2 separate regions of the Podarcis muralis genome follow, and region 2 is linked to region 1. A link is a contact called in public Hi-C data. All regions are on one chromosome and are shown on one strand. Each heading gives the region's core, a stretch centred on a gene start, on an enhancer-like site or on the middle of the called end of the contact. The rest is flanking DNA. Distances are from core to core; before and after follow the strand shown.

Region 1 (6,506 bases), core at 3,608-6,107:
TACAGTCTGAGAAACGGATGCAAACTTCCTTTTTCGTTGGGGTAATTTGAACCCAATGAGATCTACTGTCTGTCAGAGCCTTTGCAACGAAGCAACATTCTTCACCCCCCAAACAGCCTCAGCATCAAGGATCTGTGAGGTGGGTTTTCTTGTTTGTTTACGGGCACCATTGTCCAGTTCTTTCATTTAATGCCAGCAACACAACCAGAATTACACTTTTTGCTGTCCAGATGTTATTTCTGGCTTGTGCTACTAGGCAATGACCTCCCAACACTTCTGAATAGAAAACCACCTCCGCCTCTCCTTTATTTGAGCTTACATCCCATTGCTATTAGCAGAGGGAGGAATCAGCTCTGCCGTTCAAGGTTCAAGAACCTCCCATTTTGTCCGCCCTGATGGAAACTCTTAAGACAGGGTTGAGGAACCTGTTTGCCCTCCATATGTTTTTGGAGAGCCAATGGCCAGGGATGGTTGGAGTTGCAGTCCAGCAACATCTGGAGGGCCACACTCCCTACTCCCTAATTTAGGAGAATGGCAATCTTTAGAGGATGATAGTGTAGCCATTTCCCCTGCCCTGGGAAGATATATTTACCAGAAACGTCGTCAAAGCTGATGATCTGGTTCATAAGAGCTGTGGAGAGAATGATCTCATCAAAGACAGGGACGCTGCCCCCAACGAGGCCAGTGTTACCCCCCTGAGGGTTCACAGCCAAGTTCCTCTCATGGCAGTACCTGAAAGGGAACACATTTTGCCCATGGGGTCTTGTTCCTAAGGGCATATTATAATGCCTTTGAAAAGGCGATCCTAGTGAAACGAAAAAGTATTTTTTTAAGATCAAAGTTCTAGACTGACTCAAGAGTAAACTTGGCTGCTACTACTCAATAGTTTTAAAATGCACACTAATCCCATTACTGCAGTAAGACTTCAAATAGTGGGTTCAGATCCAAAATCCTAAAGAATATGAAGGTGGCACGCAAGTGTAAATTAAGTGGTACACACAAAGATAGCCGGTGTGATGTGCTTGCAGTTGTGGCGGTAGTAGTGATTGGGTGGGGGTGGAGTCTGGCAAGGATCTTGGAAATGGATGCAAGCTGTCTTGCATGTGCTCTCAGTTCACGCTTTTTGCCACATGATTGTACACCTATCTACCTGCTTGTGTGAATGAGCCCTGAGATGCTATGCATCCCTTTAACTCAGGGGTGGGCAACTAGCTCACCCTTAGTTTAATTTCATGGAGTTTTCACTTAAGCACCATACAGATGGCAAGGAGGGGAAAAACAAGTGGAGAGGGAGAAAAGTGCATAGGAAAAGAGACTAAGAAAAAACTCCTATAGTTTTTAGATTCACAGTACATACACGTTAGGAACCATATTCTATTTGAAATCATCTCATCTATCATCAATTAACTTATTTAGTAATAAAAACAAAAACAGAATACCATATTTATGGAGGCATTTTTTTTCCAGTTTAGCTAACACACTAAAGGCTAAGATTTGCTCTTTGTTACTCTAGACGACAAGACTAATGGGATGGGAGGAAACTGTAGGGAAGCAGATTCCCACTAACAGCTGAATAAACTTCCTAATAGTAAAAGCTGCCAGACAGGAGAACAGACCACCTTCGAATGTGATGGACTCTCTATATCAGTGATGGCCAAACTTGGCTCTCCAGCAGTTTTGGGACTACAACTCCCATCATCCCTGGCTAACAGTACCAGTGGTCAGGGATGATGGGAATTGTAGTCCCAAAACAGCTGGAGGGCCAAGTTTGGCCATCACTGCTCTGTATGATTCAGCTGCTGCTCACAGAGAGAAAAGGAAGGAAAGAAGGTGAGTACAGTCATACCTCGAGTTAAATGTGCTTCGGGTTGAGCGCATTCAAGTTGCGCTCCGCGGCAACCCGGAAGTAACGGAGCGTGTTACTTCCGGGTTTCGCCGCTCGCGCATGCACAGACACTCAAAATGACGTCGTGCGCATGCGCGGAAGCTGCAAAACCCGACCCGCGCACGCACAGACCCACCGTCACGTCTTGCGTTCTGTTCGGGATGCGAAAGGGGTTCCGGAATGGATCCCGTTCGCATCCCGAGGTACCACTGTACAGACTTCTCTTTAAAGAGTACTGACCTAACGCTTGTACTGTGTGTTCATGTACCTCTGCCTATCAGAGTGGATACAGAGAGAGACACATAAGAAAGGACTCTGAGATACCATCATATGATTCCTGAATATGACTCATAGTGATGAAAAACAAGATAATATACAGTTATACCTCATGTTACGTTTGCTTCCTGATACATTTTTTCAGGTTGTGTCCCGCGGCAACCCGGAAGTACCGGAAAGGGTTACTTCCGGGTTTCGCTGCTCGCGCATACGCGCAAAATGATGTGACGCGCATGTGCAGAAGCGGCAAATTGCAACCTGTGCATGTGCAGACGCGCCGCTGCGGGTTACGTTCTATTCATGTTGCAAATGGGCCTCTGGAATGGATCCCGTTCGCAACCAGAGGTACCACTGTACATATCTTAAAACATGGGCGAGCAAGACAGAAGTAAGGCAGTCTGCTAAATACAGACATCTCTAACGCTGTTTATTGAGTTCACGGAAACACAATTTTTATGTTACCTGAGAATCTCAGATACTTCTGCTGTTGTCCGTGGCTTCAACAGTATTTTACTGCAGCCTGTAATGTAAACAAGATGTGAGAACATTCATTTGAAACTTGAATATAAGCTCGCCCACAATACGCTTTCCCCTACCACCACCACCCAAATAAAAAAACACCTGTACTGGTTAATATGGCTAAAACTTCATGTGCATGTAGTAAACGTACATTGCAGATTTATAGCCTTAAGGGGAAGGGCTGGAGCTCGGTGGCAGAGCATGTGGTCCAGGGTTCAGTCCCCAGGTGATGCTGAGAAACACTCCTGCCTCAAACTCTGGAGAACGGCTTCCAGTAAGTACAGCCCAGCTTTCCCCAACCTGATGCTCACCAGGTGTTTTGGCTACAACTCCCATCAGCCCCAGATAGCAGAGCCATGAAATTTGTAGTCCAACCCAATTGGGCTGGTGTAGAAAATACTTAAAGCAGTTTGCCAAAATAACGTACCTCTTACAGACTTCAGCCAGTCCACGTTGAAGAGTTTCAGTTCATCTAAATCTGTGATGACTCTGCCAGGCATAAGGTTTTCAAAGAAAGACACATCAGTACTGGAAACATGGGCAAAAGGAAGCCTCTGCACCCCATATCGCTCACTGGTGAGCATCACTTCCTGGAGGTGAAGCTGGGTAGCATGCAGACATCTCTTGGGCAAGTGACTGATGGTCCATCGGATGGAAGGCGTGATGAGCACTTCTCTCTTCAATGGCCCTGTTCCTTCTTTCTTAAGTTTGGACCGGGAGGACCCACATGTCCACACATTCAAGGCTTTTCTCTGGCATCTGATCTGCAACCTTGGTAAGGACCAGCGGTGTCTGAACGGGAAATGCCGGACAAGGCTGCAAACAACAGCCATGAAGAACCTGAATTGCAAAAGCAAAATAAACACCCAGTTTGATCAACTTCCTCTGAAAGGCACTAGACTCGATTTATTTTATTTTCAGCTATCTCATTTTATGGGAAAAGAGAACTCCTTCAGGAAGTGAAAGATCACGTTCATGGGTAGGATAGCTGCAGGACACAGCACTTAAGAAACAACACAGAAGGAAAGCATAACCCTCTTGTTTCTATACAACCTTTATCAGCCCCAGCATCAAGCATGACCAATGGTCATAGATGCGGGGAGCAATATCTGGAGTGCCAGAGGCTGCCCTTACCTGCTGGGTTTATGTATAAGGTAAACAAGCTATAGCTTAGGGCCCCACTCTCTTGGGGCCCCCCAAAAAAATTAAAGAAAAAAACCCCTGGATGTACATTTCCAAAATATAAAATAAAAAACAAATAAAATAAAACCTACCTACAGCAACAGTGTTTTGTGTTGTGTAGGCTCCTATTTGTTATGTGCAAATGGCTTTAGATACCTATTAGGTCCATAAATTACCATATAGCATATATTCAACACAAAAAACAGTGACAATTTGTTGTTGACAAAGGACAGCTGGATATATACCTTCAGTATATGTTACCTTCAGTATATGTTACCTTCAGTAGCTTAGGGCTCATCAAACCTAAATCCGGCCCTGCCTGCCCTACTCAAATTCAGCCGGTAACTGAAGCAAATGCAACTGAAACAACTGCTGTTGCTTCCCTGCTTCCACTTCCCTCTCCTCCTTCTGTCGATCTCCTATATTGAACTTTCAAGATCGTAAGCGTTCTGGGAAAAAGAGGTATCCTCTCCTGCACTCTTTAACTGCCATGCACTTAGCTGGCATGTATTATAAACCTGTGTGTCTGTGTGTGGTTGTTTAATTTGCTGTAATGGATTAACATGGCTGTTTCCTTTGTGAAGTTCCATTAGGCATGTTATTATTGGCCGCGAATTATCTTGCGGTAAGAGAAGGAAGCCTCATGTCCCTCAAATTCACTGTTTGGGTGCAAACATAAAGTGAACGCGATGGGTGTCAGAGCAAGACGCGGTGTCAGAGCTAGAATCGCCCCTTTGCCTGGAGCTGATTCTGGTGTTTAGGACCGGGAGGGAAGTGCAGACCCAGGCACCGCTAGGCTCCGGAGAGCAGGCAGCTCTCTAGAAACCGGCTGCAGCCAAAGACGTTGCCAAGCCCAGAAACCACCGTCCTTGCAGTCGCCCTTTCTGCGCTCACCTTGAACGGGGCCCACGGGATCTCGCGCACTTCTCGGTAGACAGCTCCGCTCACAGCTCCGCTCGCTCCTCCCCCTCGTGCTCTTTTCCGGACCAAACAGAGAAGAGGGGCGCCCTGTGGGCGGAGCCAGAAGGCAGGCGAGGAGCGGGGCGGAGGGAAGGCTTGCGCTCGGCGTTTGTGCGCACGCGCGGGCGCGTCAAGTCTGTCTGCCTGCCTTTTCGCATATCTTGTCATATTAGCTCCATTTCTGAGCCCTTTTTAGTTAATAATACTTTGGATGCATTTTAATTTGCCGTTTTGTGTGGGGTCTTTTTTTTATTGTAAGCTGAGGCAAAAAGAGATGCAGAAAGGATTTATCTTTATTTCACAAGTTTTATATGCTGCCTGATGGTAATAAGCCCTATTATTACCCTTTTCATATTATCCACATTACTGATTGAAAATACTTGCCTCGAACCGGATATGCACATTTCCTCCCACCAGGCTACCATTGTCAGGACCAGCGCTGAGCGCTTGCACCAGGCCTAGGGAGCCTTGGGCCCAAGTGCTGAATATGGCCCACCAGACATCTCTTTCTGGCCCTCCAAACGCTTCCCAGGCTCTGCCCCCTCTGTCAAGACATCTCTCTCACCCACACCCTCCTCGAGTGCTTCTGCCTGGCTGGAATGGGTCCTTGATCTGTGCTAATAAATGCATTTCTTGTCTGCGTGTTTAGACATGCACAGCTGAAATGTAGCTTTTCAAAAATATAGAAAGCAGCAGCCACTGAATTAAACTGTAGTCCACACCCTCACATATTGAACTGTACCCAAAGAGCAACTTGTCTTTCCCATGCAGAGCTGTAAGAGTTCCTTTTTGCATTTGCCTTTGCCATCTAATTTGTTGGTTCTCTTATGCCTATTAAGTACCAATAGGCCATGCACGTAGACAGCCAAGCCTAAAGGTAAAGGTAAAGGACCCCTGACTGTTAAGTCCAGTCGCAAACGACTCGGGGGTTGCGGAACTCATCTCACTTTACTGGCCGAGGGAAGCCATTTGTCTGCAGAGGAACAGGGAAGAGATTTAGGTTGTTATCAGCACCGTTTCCAAACTAGTGTAGAAACTTTGTACCAGGTGCTGCAATCTAGATCTGAGAATCGCATCCAGCACTTTTTCACCGATAAAGATCCAGATTTGTATATCACTCTAGGATGAACAGTGATAGCGTGCTAGGTTTTGCAGTTTGGTACTCATGGTTGCTGTAATTAATAAACTTAAGATCAAAGCAAAGGATGCTTTTTTGTTGTTTCATCAAGTTTCTTTCCCTTCCCTTTTGCTTAACATCCACCCTCATTAGAGTTCTGTTAATGATTTTGTAACATTGATTATTCTTGATAAAGGTATTGTCCAAGAGTGGGTTTTGGAATTTATTTCCAACGTAGTACTTTTTCTGGTTTCAGAATAGATCAACCAAATGACACTTCAGTGTTCTCTCAAATTTCTACATGTCACCTTAGTGCATTTAGCTAGGTTTGACAATTCACAGGATCCAAGATTTTCTTGTCCACCTTTATACATGCAAGTAACCAGCGTTTTCCACAAGACCCAATTAAATGCTAGAAGTATATGTACATAGGGATGCGGGTGGCGCTGTGGGTTAAACCACAGAGCCTAGGACTTGCCGATCAGAAGGTCGGCGGTTTGAATCCCCGTGACGGGGTGAGCTCCCGTTGCTCGGTCCCTGCTCCTGCCAACCTACCAGTTCAAAAGC
Region 2 (6,346 bases), core at 1,757-4,256, 290 kb before region 1:
CTGCATCATATCCTCTTAAGAATGTGCCCTGATGACTTTATATGCAATTTCTAGGAACATGACAGAACACAAAACATTACATCTTCTTACCTTGTCATTATTTACTCTGTACAAGGCAGAGCTATCAGTTATGGAAGTCTGTGTATTACGGAAATTGCCTGTTAATAGCTAAGAAAAATAAAAGAAAGAGAAAGTGAAATATTCACAGACTAATTAAAATGATTTGACTATAGTCTAAACCACAGCAGAAAGTTGGAGAGAGCCATTTTAATTTTTTTAAAAAATAGTCCCTTGAATCTTAATCTAACCATTTAATCCAACAAAACTAATCTGAAACAGAATATATCAGTAGATACCCTGACAAATACCCTGATACCTTTGACAAAACATTTTTTTACAAATATATCTGCATCTCATATATGCTGCCTACTACTGAGCTATGGGACGCGGGTGGCGCTGTGGTCTAAACCACTGAGCCTAGGGCTTACCGATTAGAAGGTTGGCAGTTCGAATCCCTGTGATGGGGTGAGCTCCCGTTGCTCGGTCCCTGTTCCTGCCAACCTAGCAGTTCGAAAGCACATCAAAGTGCAAGTAGATAAATAGGTACCACTGTGGCGGGAAGGTAAACGGCGTTTCCGTGCGCTGCTCTGGTTCGCCAGAAGCGGCTTAGTCATGCTGGCCACATGACCCGGAAGCTGTCTGCGGACAAATGCCGGCTCCCTCAGCCAGTAAAGCGAGATGAGCGCTGCAACCCAGAGTCGTCCACGACTGGACCTAATGGTCAGGGGTCCCTTTACCTTACTGAGCTACATTAACAACTAATTTAACAGTGTAAGTTAGTACTCCATGCTTCTACTTTACCTTACAAAATGAAGTGCCAAAAAACTTAATCAGAAAACATTTAATTTTTTCATACCTTACATCTCAGACAGCTTTGAAAACAAGAGGGAACAACCTAAGGAGTTCTCCTTTATTAAAAAGAACAGGAACATGACAACAATGTATAGGTCTGAGAAAACTGTCCAAAAGAAACTGAAACATGAATTCACATACCCTAACAAACAGAAGAGTTTTCCCTGAGTCACACAGACCCACCAGAAGTACTGCTCTCCGACTGCTCTTTCTGGTCCGCACAAATATCCAAATCACTAGAAAGAAGGATAAAACTTAGAGGAGTGTATTTAGGCTTATACCTAAGGCAACTCAATTTTCTACCATTAAAACAAGCTATTTAATACATGCCTCCTCTAATTAAGTCTTAATGCTGCTTTAGGTTTTGTACAAAAAGCTTGCAAACATTTTGGGGTCATAATAATGTATACATTTCTCCTATATCCAATACAGGAAATTCATTTCTCAGAACAGCCAAACACATCCACACAAATAACATTACACTTCATAGTAAAGTTTGCTTTTATCTATTTCTACCATCTTTCTTTGTAGCAGCCCAACTTCTATAGTTTACTCAAAAGTAAGCCCCACTATGTTCAATGGGGCCTACTGTCTGGTAACTGTGTTTACACTACAACCTTAGTAGTATACAATATAGCAAAGATGCACCTGATTTGTCATGACAGAAAACATGGGCAAATTCATTATCGTCTGATTTATAAAGGATGTGATTTCAGGAATAGCACATTAAAGATGATCACAGCACATGTGCCCTGGTTGGGACCAGCTGAAGGGGAGCTGAAGGGGAGAGGGATTACAACTACAATCCAACCCCCCAACCCCCATTGCACCAGGCTTGAGGTGCCTTGGATTTTGCAGAGGTATTTCTCTACCCAGCCTTACTGGCCTCTACCCATTTCTCTACCCAGCCTTACTGGTGGAGGTGATACCAGGGCCACTCTGCTGCCACAGAATTCAGTCATCCTACCATAAGGCAGCTTGAGATCTACTAGACCCCCTACTGGCCCCACAGCTGTCACTCATTGACATCAGGCCTGATTGCTGTCCCTGCTCCAGGCTGGTGCCCAGCTGGGGTTTGAATTGTCCTGCTTAACTAACTTACTTATTGTAAACATTGGTATTAAACTTCCAACCAGTATAAGCCCTGAGAAAAAATACAAAATTTTATAAAAGCCACACACACACCCCTGCCCAACTCCTCCTCCTCTATCTGGCATGGCAAGAAAGGGCATGCTAACAACCCCGTTTGAAACTTGCCTCTGCTATGAACCCTCCCTGGGGACTCATGCAAGTCACAGCCCACCTGTCTCACACATCTTCAGCCCCACTTTAGCAACATGAAGATAATAATAATAATAATAACCCCCTTGACGGGATTGTTGTAAGTAAGGCCTACAGGAACGCAATGCCCGTAGAGCCTTTAGAACACACTAAAACACGGCAGAAATACCAGCTAATAATAACTGTGACACTAAATGTTACATCTCCAGTCCAGACTTTTAAATTTCGGTTCTATAACATGCAAATGAACTGCAGTTCTTTGGAAATAAGAACCACTGCATTCTGTGTTAAGAGTCTTCTTACGGAGCTGGCGCAATTCCTACGAAAGAAGACCATCTCGGATCCCTAAGAAGCTCGGTGTCTTTAATAAGAACTGCAGGAGAGGCAGCTCCTCAGCAGGCGCCTTTTCCCAGCGTGAAGCTGCAGCGATGCGGAAAGCTACACCTGACTAACTTCTGCCTGCCACGTGCCTCTTAAAGGCACAGAGCCTGACTGGGAGGCTGGCGGGGCGGTGGTGTGAGCTCCGCAACCAGGCAGCTCTTCCCCCCGCAGGCAGTGGCGCTCGCCTTCCCTACCACCGAAAGGAGGCCGGCACTCACGGAGACACGAGGCGAGGAGCACGAGCAGGGCCACGGCCACCGAGACGAGCAGTTGGGCCCTCGCCAAGTCCTGGGGCGGCAGCGGAGCATCCTGAGGAGAAGGCGACCCTTCGCGCGCGGCTGTCACCTCCACCGCGTCCATCTCGAACTGCTTTCGCCTCCCACGGAGCTACGCGCGACGTGTCGTTCCCGGGACTCGTCTCCTTCCGGCCACCGCGCGCAGCGACTGCTGGGACGCGCGCTTCCGTGGCCCAGGTGCTTCATGGGAGTTGTAGTTTGTTCCCCCCCCCCCGCGCGCGCGAGCACACTAACACGGCTCGTTCTACAGGCGAAGGGAAGAGGGGAGCGTTGGAGGCGGCGGGTCGTTAGACCTACAAAATGATACCGTTGCACGTTAAGCCGCAGTGCCGGATATACGTATAAGCTAAACAATCTATAGCTTAGGGCCCCACTCTCTTAGGGGCCCCAAAAAAAATTAAAAGGGGGGGACTAGATGTACATTTCCAAAATATAAGATAAAAAATATAATAAGACCTACATACAGCAACAATGTTTTGTGTTGTGAAGGCTCCTGTGATGTAATGGGCCCCACCTGCTAGTCTGCGCCCTAAAATATCACTGGTTTGCTAATTTCTGTATATAGGGTGCCTACATTCTGCCTGGACTGGTTGCATGGCAACACGTGCAAATGACTTTAGATACCTATTAGGTCCATAAATTACCACATCGCATATATTCAACACAAAAAACAGAGACAAAGGACAGCTGGACATAGAAAGGGCCCCATTACCTTCAGTAGCTTAGGGCCTTATCAAACCTAAATCCGGCCCTGGTTAAGTGCCATCGGCGTTATTGTAAGCATGAGCTATAGGGGGCTAGACAACAGGACCCACATATCCCTAGTGGGCAGATGTAAAGCCAGCAAAAAGCATGGACGTAGCCAAGTGGGGGTGAAGGGGTTGCAGTTGCCTCCCCCCGTAAATCAATACAAATATGAGGTTCTGACCCCCCCAAACCAAAAGCCTGCCTTTACCCCAAAAAGTCCTTCCTACACCCATGGCAAAAAGGGAATGAAATTGGCAAGAGAGGGTTAGTATTTGGGGAGGGCGCCTTGCTGTTGACCCGAAAGTGAACGTTATTCAACTGAAAACCAAAAGAACGTGAAATTTCCAGCGTAAAACTGCTGGACTTCAATATCTCAGTAAACGCAGGACATATTTCCTCAGAGCAGTGCTGGTTCCAGGCTATTTTGTGCCTTGGGCAAGGCTAACTACTTGCAAATCCTCACCAACACCAACAGTGATTGCTAACTTCTGTTTTCAAAAACAGATATCTTGTAGGAAAAAAATGAAAAGCGCAGAACTCAAAACTGCTAATTTTTTCTTAAATTGCAATAATAAGTAATACGTATATCTTTCTCAAATGTTTTAGCACACAGATCAGTTTGAATAATCTTGTGAATAGTGATGTTGCAATTTAAGACTCTTTAAAGTTTCAATTTCAGCCACATCAAAATCTCACTTTGCATGCCTTTTCCTTTGCAAATTTTATCACCAGTTCCTTCAGGTCAACTGCTAATGCTTGGGCATGTTCAGTTGATATAGTTGCCAAGCCAACTCGTCCCTTTTTGCGACATTGTTGAGCATATATAAGTTTTTGTAAGTTTGAACTTTGAGAAAATATGTTCACCACTTGCCACTGGAAGTGTCAGAAGGATCCTTAGAGCAACAGAAACGTTAGGCATATTATCCAGGCACACTTCCTCTTCTCCTGCTGCTTTCCCCTGGGGGAAACTGTTCTTTAGCGCTCAATTAGAGCAAACAGCAATACAGAAATTTCCCATTGACATTTGTTCTGGTCTGTTGCTAAAGTGCAGGTTTTCCCTCGGAAAGGAGCAGGGCAAGGAGAAAACTGCTCGGAACCATACCCAGAAAGTGTGGGTCACGTAGAGAACAGCTTTCTAGGCATGGCACAGGCAGAAGTATGGATGAGCCCTAAGAGGTGAGGGCTGAAACCCTGGAGAGCCACTTCCAGTCAGACCAGACAATACTGAGCCAGATTAAATGGTCATACTGGGATAAGGCAGCTTCCTATATTCCTACAAGCCTCCCCCCCCCCCCCCGCAACACTAAGATCTTGCTTAGTCCTTGTGACACAGTTGGAGCTTGTGTAAGGATGATCTGCCTTGGCTTGGTAACCTGTATAGGTGTATTGCTTGGTAGCAGGTGATTTGTAAACAAGTGGGGTAGCTGTACTGTATGGGCTCTATTTTGGATGCACAAACTCCACACACAAGCAGCATCCTCTTGGCTTTGTGGAGCCCATCTCCCAAAGCACTGCTCGAGTACATGAACTGTTTTCTTGCAGGAATTAACAGGCCCAGGGTTGAGGTAGGTAACTCTGAGAGACAAGACAAATAGGAACTCTTTGCTTTGCTTCTTCCAACTTTGCAAATCAGCGTTGTAATATAAACCATCTATAAACTGTTCCATGCAAACTAGAAACGAACCTATTCCTGTATGCTGGTGTAGTGCTGAATCTTTATTGGCCTGAGTCAAAACCAAACTGGAGCAACTCCCAAACCAATTAAAAGCGAATCAACAACAGCAATTCCCTGATGGAATATAAGAGGAATATTCTATTTATTACAGCGGGTCTTCTTATGTTCTTAGGGGCGGAGAATGTGTGGCCCTCCAATATGCTTCAGCCGCAGCCACCGTAGCTGGTAGATCTGAATAATGGACGTTGTGACTGTCAGGCTGTAAGTTCCCTACCCCTGCCCTAAAGGAATCAGTAATCATAGCCAACAGGATGAATTAGCTTGTGAGAGTTACTTTTATTTATTTATTTGCACTAGTGACACCAAGGAGTTAAAAAGCCATACAAAGAGAAGCTTGAACACACTTTGTTGTGATGTTAAGGAGAAAAGAAACAGTTGGACAGATCCCCAAGTTAAGGCAAGAAAGAATGGTGCTTCTAATGCTACTCATTCATTACAAGGAGCTGCTTTTCATCACATTAGACATCATGATGGTGGAAGTTGCAGACCTTAAGGAGTTCTGTAACATAAAAACAGAAAGAAGAGAAGAGAAATAAAAAGGAAAGTTTAAGATCAGCACACCAAAACAGACAAACTCTGGCAATGTTTCGTAATGCCCTAGAAACCATTTTACTCTCATGGAAATTTGTCTAAGACTTAGGAGCTTTGAATATGGGTATGGACTCTCTCAAAGGTCTGTTTTGTGCAGACTAATGAAGGAAAGGGAGCATGAACAGTGTAGCTAGCTAATAACATATTTCATTCAGTTTTCCTATCCAGAATATTGGGAATAGGATGATTCTATAGGATTCTATAGGACTGAAAAACCGACATTACCATTTTGTGGCTTGACAGACGTCAATGTAGCTTAGGCCTGCGGTTTCTGTGTAGCACATTAGCAGCAACAAATTCCATTCCTACAAATCCCTACCTCAAATAGCTTTCTTATTCTTTTGAGAACTCAACAGGATGAAAGAATGCACGAATCATCTCTGAACTTGAAAAAGGTGAGTTG

What was found. A called contact is a pair of places that touch in the nucleus more often than the background predicts.
Region 2: a Hi-C map of blood shows a contact between it and region 1, with 4 times the contacts expected there. The contact joins the promoter of SRPRB here to the promoter of D2HGDH in region 1. A contact is called at or near these places in 2 of 3 Hi-C or Micro-C datasets (blood and tail).

The regions. Positions count from the first base shown.
Region 1 is chr6:35,878,034-35,884,539 of rPodMur119.hap1.1, reverse strand. It overlaps D2HGDH (D-2-hydroxyglutarate dehydrogenase), which reads right to left and starts at 4,857. Exons shown (of 10, transcript XM_028730949.2): 1 at 4,757-4,857; 2 at 3,108-3,520; 3 at 2,624-2,681; 4 at 593-732. The coding sequence starts at 3,513.
Region 2 is chr6:36,167,351-36,173,696 of rPodMur119.hap1.1, reverse strand. It overlaps SRPRB (SRP receptor subunit beta), which reads right to left and starts at 3,006. Exons shown (of 8, transcript XR_003706878.2): 1 at 2,793-3,006; 2 at 1,054-1,148; 3 at 91-168. It overlaps TF (transferrin), which reads right to left. Exons shown (of 17, transcript XM_028730915.2): 17 at 5,609-5,851. The coding sequence ends at 5,811.